Linked DNA regions of Sus scrofa: region 2 is linked to region 1. The links are chromatin contacts, called in public promoter capture Hi-C maps. All regions are on one chromosome and are shown on one strand. The core of a region is the stretch at or near the end of the contact, and the rest is flanking DNA. Distances in the headings are between cores, read along the strand shown. Region 1 holds the start of FZD8 (frizzled-8). Region 2 holds the start of CDC123 (cell division cycle 123).

Region 1 (4,770 bases), core at 98-2,597:
GAGTAGCCGGCGATGGCCTCGTTGCCCCACTTCATGCCCGCCGCCAGGAACCACGTGAGCGACAGGATCACCCACCAGATGGAGCTGGCCATGCCGAAGAAGTAGACGAGCAGGAAGACCACGGTGCACAGCGCCGGGCCCGTGGTCTCATAGCGCACGTGCTGCTCCACGGCGCCCAGCTCCTCGTACTCGCCGCGCCCTCCCGGGCCGCCCGCGCCCGCTCCCGCCGCGCCGGCTCCCGCCGCCGCGCTGCCCGCGCCGCCCGCGCCGCCCGCAGCCCCCGCACCGCCGCTGCACGCCACCTTCTCGTGGCCCGCCACCAGGCGCACCAGGTAGCCGACGGACACGAAGAGGTAGCAGGCCGAGAGGAAGATGATGGGCCGCTCCGGGTACTTGAAGCGCTCCATGTCTATGAGGAAGGTGGAGACGGTGGCGAAAGTGGACACGAAGCAGAGCACCGACCACAGGCCGATCCAGAAGACGGTGAAGGCGCGCTCGTCCTGGCTGAAGAACGGGTTGTGGCAGGGCAGCGCGCAGTTGGCGATCTGGCCGGTCTTGACGCGGTTGTAGAGAGGGTGCCGCTCGCTGGACACGCTCACCATGGGAGCGCGGCATTGGCAGCCCGGCTCGCAGGGCGCCGCGCCGCCGCCAGGGGGCCGCGCCTTCCCGCCGCCACCACCGCCGCCGCCGCCGCCGCCGCCGCGCGCGGGGGGCGCAGCCGCGTCCCCGCCGCCGCCCCTGCCGCGGGACGGGGGCCGGGCCCCCGGCGGGCGGCCGTGGCCGCTGCCGGAGGGCGGCTGCTCTCGGGCGGCGGCGGCGGCGGCGGCGGGCGGCGCGGTGGGCTGGGCGCGGCCGTGGTGAGGTCGGTGCGGTTGTAGTCCATGCACAGCGTGTCGGGGTTGCCCTGCTCGGGCAGCCGGTCGCAGCGCATGCGGTCAGGCCAGGCGAAGCCGTACTGGCGCATGAGGGGCGCGCAGCCGGCCTTGGCGCGCTCGCACACCGAGCGGCAGGGAGGCAGGGGCTTCTTGTAGTCCTCCAGACAGATGGGTGTGTACATGCTGCACAGGAAGAACTTGAGGTCGGGCGAGCACTGGATCTCCACCAGCGGCCAGAATTGGTGCACCTCCAGGCCCGCCTCGTCCTGCGTGTCGTGGTTGAACTGGTTGGGCATGTAGGTGTAGTTGTAGCCGATGCCCTTGCACAGCGGCACGGTGATCTCCTGGCACGCCAGCTCCTTGGCCGAGGCGGCCGCCGCGCCGCTCGAGCGCTGCAGCAACGCCAGGGCGGCCAGCAACGAGGTCACTTCCAACAGGTAACCCCACTCCATGCTGCGCGCCTCGGCCCCGCGCCCTCGCCCTCCGGGTGGCGCGCGGAGGGGCGCCGGGGATCCTTCGAGAGCGCGGGAGAGGAGAGCGGGTGCCCGGCCGGGCTTTCTCCTGCCTCTCCCAGGAGGGGCTCTCCCGATAACCTAGTCCCTTCTCGGGACGCGTCCGCACGGCGCTGCGGGAGAGGAGGGTGGCTGCCGGAGGGCGCCCGGGTCCGCGGGTCCACCCCGCTCACTCCGGCCAGGGTCAGCCCTTGCGGGGCAGAGTGACCGGCCCCCAGCTCATCGTCTCTCCCTTGCTCGCTTTCTCCGCACTCCGGTGACTTTGCCGGGTACCGAGGGCGGCGGCGCAGCAAGTTTCCTCTCGGGCCGCGGTGCGCAGTCAAGATGGCTGGGCCAGGCCGCTCCGCGCTGGGTCAGCCCCTGCGGCCCCTTTTCGGCGTCCCGGGGCTCATGCTTGACCCCAAGGCCGCGCGGCTGCCGCCGGGGTTCGGAGCCCGCCTCCGCCGAAGCCGCCGCCCTCTGTCCCCTGCTTCGGTCCGTCTGTCCGCTGCCGGGATGACGGGCCCCGCCTCCGGTGGAAGTCCGCGCCGCGCTCCGGCCAGCAGTCGGGCGAGGTGTCGGCGGTCCTCTTCTCGCTGGACACCCGGAGCCAAATCCAGGCCGGAAGGCGGAGCGGACACCTGAGCGGCGCGCCCGCGCCCCACTGTTGCCGCTGCCGCCGCCTCCGCCGCCGCCGCCACCTCCGCCTCCTCCTCCTCCTCGGCGGGAGCAGCGCCCCTCGCCAACTTCCCGCTCCGGCCCCGCTGCGCCCGGGCCGGCTCATGAATATTTATACGGGGCGGACTCGGTCTCCGCCCGCGACCCGCGCGCCAATCCCGGGCGCGGGGCGGAGTCTGCGCGCTCCCCAGGCCCAGCCTTCCTGGGGCGGGCCCGGCTGTTCGCGCCGCCGTGCACGCCGTCTGCGGCCAGAGTTTGGGTAACCTTGGGATTGACCGCAGACACTGACGCTTTGCCACCACGGTCCCCATCGTGCTCGATGTGTCGAAGTCGGGGTTCCATTTCCCCGAGTCTGCGCTTAGGGACTGGGGACGAGCCTTTATGCAAGCGCGACCTCGGAGGCCCGTTTCGAACTAGTCAAGCCCCTGCTTTCTCCGTCCCCCAAATGTGGGCGACCTCCTGGCAGCGGGACCACCCCCCACTCCCCCAGCCGGCCAGTGAGCGGGGGCGTTGCGGGGGACCGAGAAAGGGATGCCTTTCTTGGGGTTCTCAGGACGATGAGAATATAGGTGGAATGGAACCGCTGCAGTTGATTCTGGCTGGTGGGGGCTGGACCGGGGACTTCCCGCTCAGTGTCGTGGGGGAAGCCTCAGTTTCCTTACTTGCAGTGTGGAGTCACAGTACAGATCTCAAAGGGGATTCTGCTAATTGGGTGAGATAAAATAGAGACAGCATCCAGATCCAGTGCACTTTCATGAACCATAAATCCCTTTCTTCTTTAAAAAAGAACAAGAAAGAAAAAGAAAGGGAGAAAGAAAAACTTATAAACAGGACAGACTGGAAACTCTGCGGCTGGATTTTCTCTCTTCGCCTCGTGCTTTTGGAACATACATACGTCTCTCCAAAGTTGACATGTTTTTGCCAGAGCCTCCTCCTCCGCCGTGGGAGGCGGCGCCGAGCCCGGGCGCGGACGCGCGGACACGTCTCGGTGGTGTGCCCGGGGCCAGGCGGTTGGGGACGCGGCCAGCGAGCCCGGCCCCCGCCAGCTCGCAACCACCTTAGACGGGGAGGGGCCCGAGGGGCGGGCGGCCTGGCAGGTTCATTTACGCTTGTTAGGACGTTCCAGGGGGTTGTCTTTCTCCTAGAATGGAGTGTTTATTTTTTAATTGATGTGCTGTTTCATTTAGCGCTTGTATGGAACTCACGCTGGGGCTGTAATTACTGTAATCTCGGGAACAAGCATTTCACTTAGCCAGGAGGGTGGCAACAGACGTTTCTCATTCTCTCCCTCTCTCTCTCTCCCTTTCTCTTCCCTCTGCCTTCTCCCTGTCTCCTACCTCTCCTTAGTTCCCCCTCTTTCTTTCTGTTTCCATATTTTTGCTATTTGTCAGGTTTCACAGCAGGAAGGAGTATAGCTAGAAACCCAAAGTCATGGGTAGGGGGGAGCGGGGACCAAGGAGAATGAGAACTAAAGGCATGTTGGAGGCCAGGTCATTTGGTTGGGGGTGGGGGGTAGTGGTGGATGGTGCTGGTAGTTGGTGGTTATATGTCTGAAAACAACTCTTGTCATGAAACTAACTGGCAGCATCTGTATTTTGCAGAAACCTATGTCTTCCTCCTCCTGTTCTCGCTGGCTGAGTTTCTCTCTAGCATAGTTTAGCAACCACATTCTAAATAGACAGGCAGAATCTCCCATCTCATCCCCTCTCCTGGTTTTTGGCGAATTCTGTATTTTCACTAGGAATTCTGGAAATATCCACCAGGCTGTAGTTATACCCCCATTGTCTTTTTCTTTCTCTTTTAAACTGAAGTCTAGTTTGAACCTCTTTATATGAAAAAACACCACTTCCTTCCCACTTTTGTTTTGGAAAAACTAAACTCCATAGGAATCAGAAATTCAAAGGCTTTAGAAATATTAGCTGATTTGGCAGAAAACGGTCTCTAGTTTTCAAAAAATGCAAAGACTCTACCGTTGCTTGGCTTTTTAGGGGATCCTTTGCCTTCTCCTCCTAATCAGAACTGCCTTTATGGCTGGTTGAATGTGGAAAGTCACCTCTTTCCTGTTGGTACCTTGTTCATCACGGGCCATCCTCCAAGACATTCAACTGCAGAGTAACAGCAGGTAATACCTGGAGATGGAATTCCCAACAGAGTAGTGAAGGCATATCCCCCTTTTTAAGCACCAGCCTGGGCCCTGCCTCACATGACCACAGATAGAAGGGGGCTCCTTTCCAAGAGTAACATAGAGGGTGAAAAGTTTCTTTTGATTTTTTCCAGCAGGAAATGTCAAATAGTGGAGTTTAGAATTACACTATATAAATTTACTAGAGTTGGGTAAAAACAAACTGACATTTGAAAATTGAGGCTGAAAATAGCTGATTTTGGCTTTTAATTGGCATTTAAATTTTTTCTCTTTTCTTTGGAGACAAGATGAAAGCTTTGATGATGAGGAATGTGGAAATTTGGGGGAAGTATATTAAGCTTGGATGAGAAAAACAGACAAAAAGTTCAGAGCTTTCAAAAATCTTGTTATAAGCTGTTTGGGGTGAGATTAAAACAATTTACATAAAATCATTAAATGTTTACTTTTAATTGAGAGACTATAAGAATAGCATTTAAATTTTACTATGAAATTAAATGGCTTCTTGGCAATCTCTGAGAGCAGAAGAGACTTAGAACAGCCAATTAGTGTATAAAAGGCAACAATGGGTCAGCAGAAAGAAACT
Region 2 (4,904 bases), core at 991-3,490, 1.7 Mb after region 1:
CAAGGCTGAGTCAATAACCAGAATAGGGTCTCTCGGCATTAAAGCCGAGTGGCAATGACAAATCACACACCACCTCACCGAAAGGACCGCGGTCAAGGGTACGATATCCTGCCATATGTTGGGTCCCAGGGCTGTCACCACAGAACTAAACAGACTAGAGTTATACTTCAAAGGCTGAGTCAAGAACACTTTTAGGCAACACAGCTTAGTTGTGGGCTGGTAGGAAAGCCCCACCCTTGTTTTATCTTTCACTCCCAGCTTCATGTGAATGGTACACAATTTCAGTGACCTAAAATCACTTTGCTTCGGTGGAGCTTTGATTAAATCCAAAACATTAACCATAAGCACTGTTTTGTATGTTTACTATATGCCAGCAACTGTGGCAAAAGCATTTTTAATGCTTTATCTCATTTAACTCCTATGTCAATCCTATTATTGTCTCAATTTTCCAGATGGGGCTTAAGGAGATTAAGCAATTTGCTCAAGATGCTGGTGGAACCAAAATTCAAAGCCAGACAGATGGCCCTGACTCCAGAGTCCAATTCTTAACCATAATACTTTACTGCTGTAAACTCCACCAGGGGCGACCAAAGGTGTCTGCACCCACAGCAGACGGCAATTTCGCGTGAACTCAGTGTGAAAAGGTCTGACAGGTTCGCAAATATCCCTTCTGCCACACCAACACAAAATAAAGACTCAAGCATCACTCCAACCCGAAGCCTACTTCAATTATGCAAGATAAGGAAGGATTGGCACATCACAGAGGAAGGTAACTTCTGTGTTCGGAAGTAGCATCCGCTGCTGCTGTGGCAGCTCCTCCTTCTGTTCCTGTGTGGCTCCAATCATCTTCAAATGCAAAGCTTATCCTCCATGGAGCTGCTCTAACCTCCATCATACCCTGCATGACTGGAAGCAGATTCTATGTACAAATAACAGGATGGAAAAGCACCATCTTTTAAACAATTCTTATGCTCTCCCAAATTCTCAGGATCTCAAAAGTTTCCCTCTGTGTATTCACACTCTCTGCACTAAGAAGGAAAAGGAAGGGACGGGTAAAATCTAAATTAGTGGCAAGCTAGACCTAAAAGGAGAGTAGGCAAAATACAGAAAATCCTACCCACGGATATGCAGTTCTGTGATCTATCCGTCTAAGTGTGGGAAACCCTACCCTTGCATCCTGCTCCAGATGTTAGGGCTGCTTTTGGACATCTGGGGATACCCTCCCGCTGCCTTGCCTACATTACCTTGAATGACCGAGTGAAGGATGAGACAGTTAATCCTCCGCCCTGCAAACCGGGCATGGATACCTTGTGTGGGCCAAAGAACGAGAAAACAAATACTGTTCCACTCCTCTTCCAGATGGCTCCCATCCCTAAAGATACAGAGTATACCCTACTAAAGCTTCCCATATATACTATCATTTTGGGGCTTCATAATAGAATCGGAGGCTGGGTCTGTATCACTGTTCTCATTTCACGGGGCCCAAAAGCTATGAAGACCGCAGACGGGCTAGTCAGCGGCAAAGCCTAGACTACTTAGTTCGCAGATCACCTGCCTGCTCTAGCAATTCTAAAAGCAGCGATAATGAACTTCTGAGCCTAAACTAGCTTCACCCGCTCCTCAGCCCGCCTCTGACCTTCACGGAGCCACGACGTGCCCTTCCACCTTCCCAGAACACTCTCTGGCGCACAACTGGACGCACGGCAAGTACGGATCGATTTTATTCACCTCCCGACCCGAAAAGCCACTAGGAAATCGACATCTCGGCACTGGCGCTCCCATCCAGGCCTGCAGGTTTTGGTAGAGCTAGGATTCGCCTCAAACGTCGCAGTCCCCTTTCGCCCATCGCCTCGACGTAACCCTCCAGTCTCACCTCTTGATGGTAAGGCTTCGGAACAGTGGATACCACGCGGAGAACTGACAGTGCAGCACATGCTCCTTCTTCATTCTCCAGCCTCCGCCGCCGCCTCTCCCTCTCCTCCCAGAACCCTCCCGGAACCCTCGTCGCCTGTCCCGGAAGTGCCCGCCGAGCTGGTTTGGTCCAGGGACACTTCCGGTCTATTAGGCAAAGAGGAAGGAGCGAAAAGGAAGCGGAGAGAAAGCACCTTGGGGCGTCCTTTAAGTGTACACTCGTGCCCGCATAAACACGCGCGCGCGCGCGCACACATGCACACAGTTCTGGCCCCGGAAGAGGAATTCTGGAAGCGCCGAGACCGAGATTGTAAACAGTGGGCGGCTCCACTTCTCGTCCGGCCTCGCACTGCCCCGGAAGGTAATCATCTAAGGCTATAGGTCACCGGCGGGGGTGCTACGGGTGCCGCGAGGAACGAGCGCTCATCCTCTCTGCACCGCGAGACGCGGTTGTGGCTCCCCAGTAGCGCAGCATCTTCGGTGACGACTGCCTCGGACCCGTGCTTTCTGCGTTCCTCCCGGTTCCTAAAGGAGTACGCATCCCTTCGCCCCACGCCTGGGAGGAGGTAACTGGGCGCGAGCCCATCACGCGCAGTGTCTCTTTGGGGGGAAGGAGGGCGCACACCTGGAGCTTGCCTGCAGCCACGCGCGTCTCCCCGGCTGCGGACCCGGCTCGCGTCCCGCAAGGCGCGGAGGGAGAGCAGGTTAAGAGACAAACCAGGGGCTGGGCTGGGAGAGCTGGGCTACTCGGAGTACAGAAAACAGGATACATCACGGTGAAATGTTAGCTTGATTGCAGCGTTTGGGTATCTGCAAAGGGAGGGACGGCCCTCTTGGCCCTGGAGGGAAGGTTATGAGAGAGAGGAAAAAGATCTCGTCTTTACGGCTCTGGGGAGCTCGACTTTGGAGGTAGTGGAGGAGGTAAAAATTGGGAGCACAGAGGGGGAGAGGGGTGTCTCCTTTTGAGCGTTAAGTTCATTTATTCTAGCCTCGCAAAAGTAGCAGCGTGCAGAAACACGACCAGATTGTATCCGTATTCGTGCATGCTGGGTTCATAAGATTGTAAGAAATTCTAAGAGTTTTCCTCGTGGCTCAGTGGTTAACGAATCCGACTGGGAACCATGAGGCTGCGGTTCGATCCCTGGCCTCGCGCAGTGGGTTGGGGATCCGGCAGTTGCCTTGAGCTGTGGTGTAGGTCGCAGACGCGGCTCAAATCCCGCGTTGCTGTGGCTGTGGTGTAGGCCGGGAAGCTACAGCTCGGATTAGACCCCTAGCCTGGGAACCCCTCCGTATGTCGCGGGTGCGGCCCTAAAGGACGGGAAAAAAAAGGAAAAAGAATTCTAGTCGAATTTTTAATTTCATACGTTTCCCCCTCTTTTTCGGCCCTTATCACACTCTCGTCGGTTCTTCCTTACTCCTTTCATAATGGCGTATCCGATGGGGACGAGAAAGTAGGGTACTAAAAAAAGTCACATTTATTTCTGTAAATGAAGAGAGGAGAAATGACTAGATGTTGAAAAACGCCTTTTAAACCTAGTCTTGCTCCTTAGAGTTAGGCTGCTTTGGGCTTCTCCCAGGCACCTTTGCCTGCCGGAAGACGCACATTTTGGGTACGCACGTTCTTACTGGCCCATTCTAACCCGTTTTAAATTAGAAAGAGGTGAGAACCCCACTGTACTCAGGCCTCCTTAGAAAGGTATTCATTCGGATATCTGCAGGATCCCCTGCCCTTTAGGCATTAGAAATTACCCCACTCCTCCAAGAATATGCAGTTTCATGTTTTTTTGTTATGCTCAAAAAATGCTGCTAAGTGGATTCATTGAGAGCAATGCTTTGAAACATAACATTTTTCAAAGCAGAGGTAAATCAAGAAATGTTGCAATATATGTTGGGGGAGGGGCAGCGGTAGCGGGCCTAAGTACTTCTGAGATCCAGGATTATACAAACTTTTCTGTTTTCTGAAGACACCAAGAAGCAATATTCCCTGGATGCTGGGAGAATGGTGCGGGACTGCCAGCCCTAATTGAGGCTTCATGTTGGTGTGGTCACTCATGTGTGTTTGATTTGACCTAGAAATAAACAAGTTGCATCTGAGGGAAATGTCAGCACTGACGGGGTTAATTGGGGTAAGGTATTTTCTGTTGAAGGTAGGAGTGAACAGATCTGTAGGAGAAAGCAGAAACTGGGAACCTGTCTCAGTCTGGAAGGGTGTATGTTAACAGCCTTTAGACGTTCAGACAGCTGCAACGCTTTAATACAGAATTGCAGTTATTTGTAGAGAAGCTGCTAAGTGTGTGCGCTTAAATAGAGGCACCCCAGGGAAGGGATTTGATGCAGGTGTCTTTTGGTCAGGCTGTATACTTCATAAGGGCTGCCGTTTTAATATTACAGTTGGTTGTAAGTAACTCGTTACACACCTTAACCAGCATCACATAGATTAACGTTACAAACAGATGCTCCCGTATTTTGAATGGGTACAGCTAAATTGATTTCACGGGTTTTTGGCAGCCACCATGTTTATCTTTTCTTTACGTACCCATCAACGGTTTATGTTCCTCAGGTTTCTTCAGTGAAACCTTTACAACAGAGGAAATAGTTGCTTTTTCTCTTGAGTGCCAAAAAAATATCAGTAGCCAAGGGATGGGGCGGGCAGGGTGGTTATTGAGCTATTCCAAATGAAATAATAAAAAAATTCCTTCTCTGAATCCGTAACATGATGAGTATTGTAGATGAGTGTTTCCAGCAGCCTCCTGGTTTTCTCCATTTGGGATGTCTTGCCAACATCTCAAACTCAGTGTGTCCAAATGTAAGCGCTGTACCGCCCCTTTCTCCTGATGTCTTTTTTTTATTATTATTATTATTTATTTTTTGGCTGCTCCTGCAGCATATGGAGGTTCATGGGCCAGGGACTGAACCTGCACCACAGTAGTAAGCAGAACTGCAGCATTGACGGTAATCCCCTTAACCCACTGAGCCACCAGGAAACTCCTCTC

Evidence for each region. Promoter capture Hi-C pulls out the DNA fragments that hold promoters and counts their contacts.
Region 2: a promoter capture Hi-C map of fetal skeletal muscle shows a contact between it and region 1, with 16 times the contacts expected there. The contact joins the promoter of CDC123 here to the promoter of FZD8 in region 1. A contact is called at or near these places in 1 of 5 promoter capture datasets (fetal skeletal muscle) and 3 of 47 Hi-C or Micro-C datasets (embryonic fibroblasts, fibroblasts and subcutaneous adipose tissue).

Annotation. Positions count from the first base shown.
Region 1 is chr10:58,095,443-58,100,212 of Sscrofa11.1, forward strand. FZD8 (frizzled-8) reads right to left here and starts at 1,348. Exons shown (of 2, transcript XM_021064988.1): 1 at 809-1,348; 2 at 1-806. The coding sequence starts at 1,327. All of the region lies in intron 1 of LOC110255709 (a long non-coding RNA gene), which reads left to right.
Region 2 is chr10:59,763,381-59,768,284 of Sscrofa11.1, forward strand. CDC123 (cell division cycle 123) reads right to left here and starts at 2,241. Exons shown (of 13, transcript NM_001243823.1): 1 at 1,874-2,241. The coding sequence starts at 1,947. NUDT5 (ADP-sugar pyrophosphatase) reads left to right here and starts at 2,064. Exons shown (of 10, transcript XM_003482836.4): 1 at 2,064-2,477.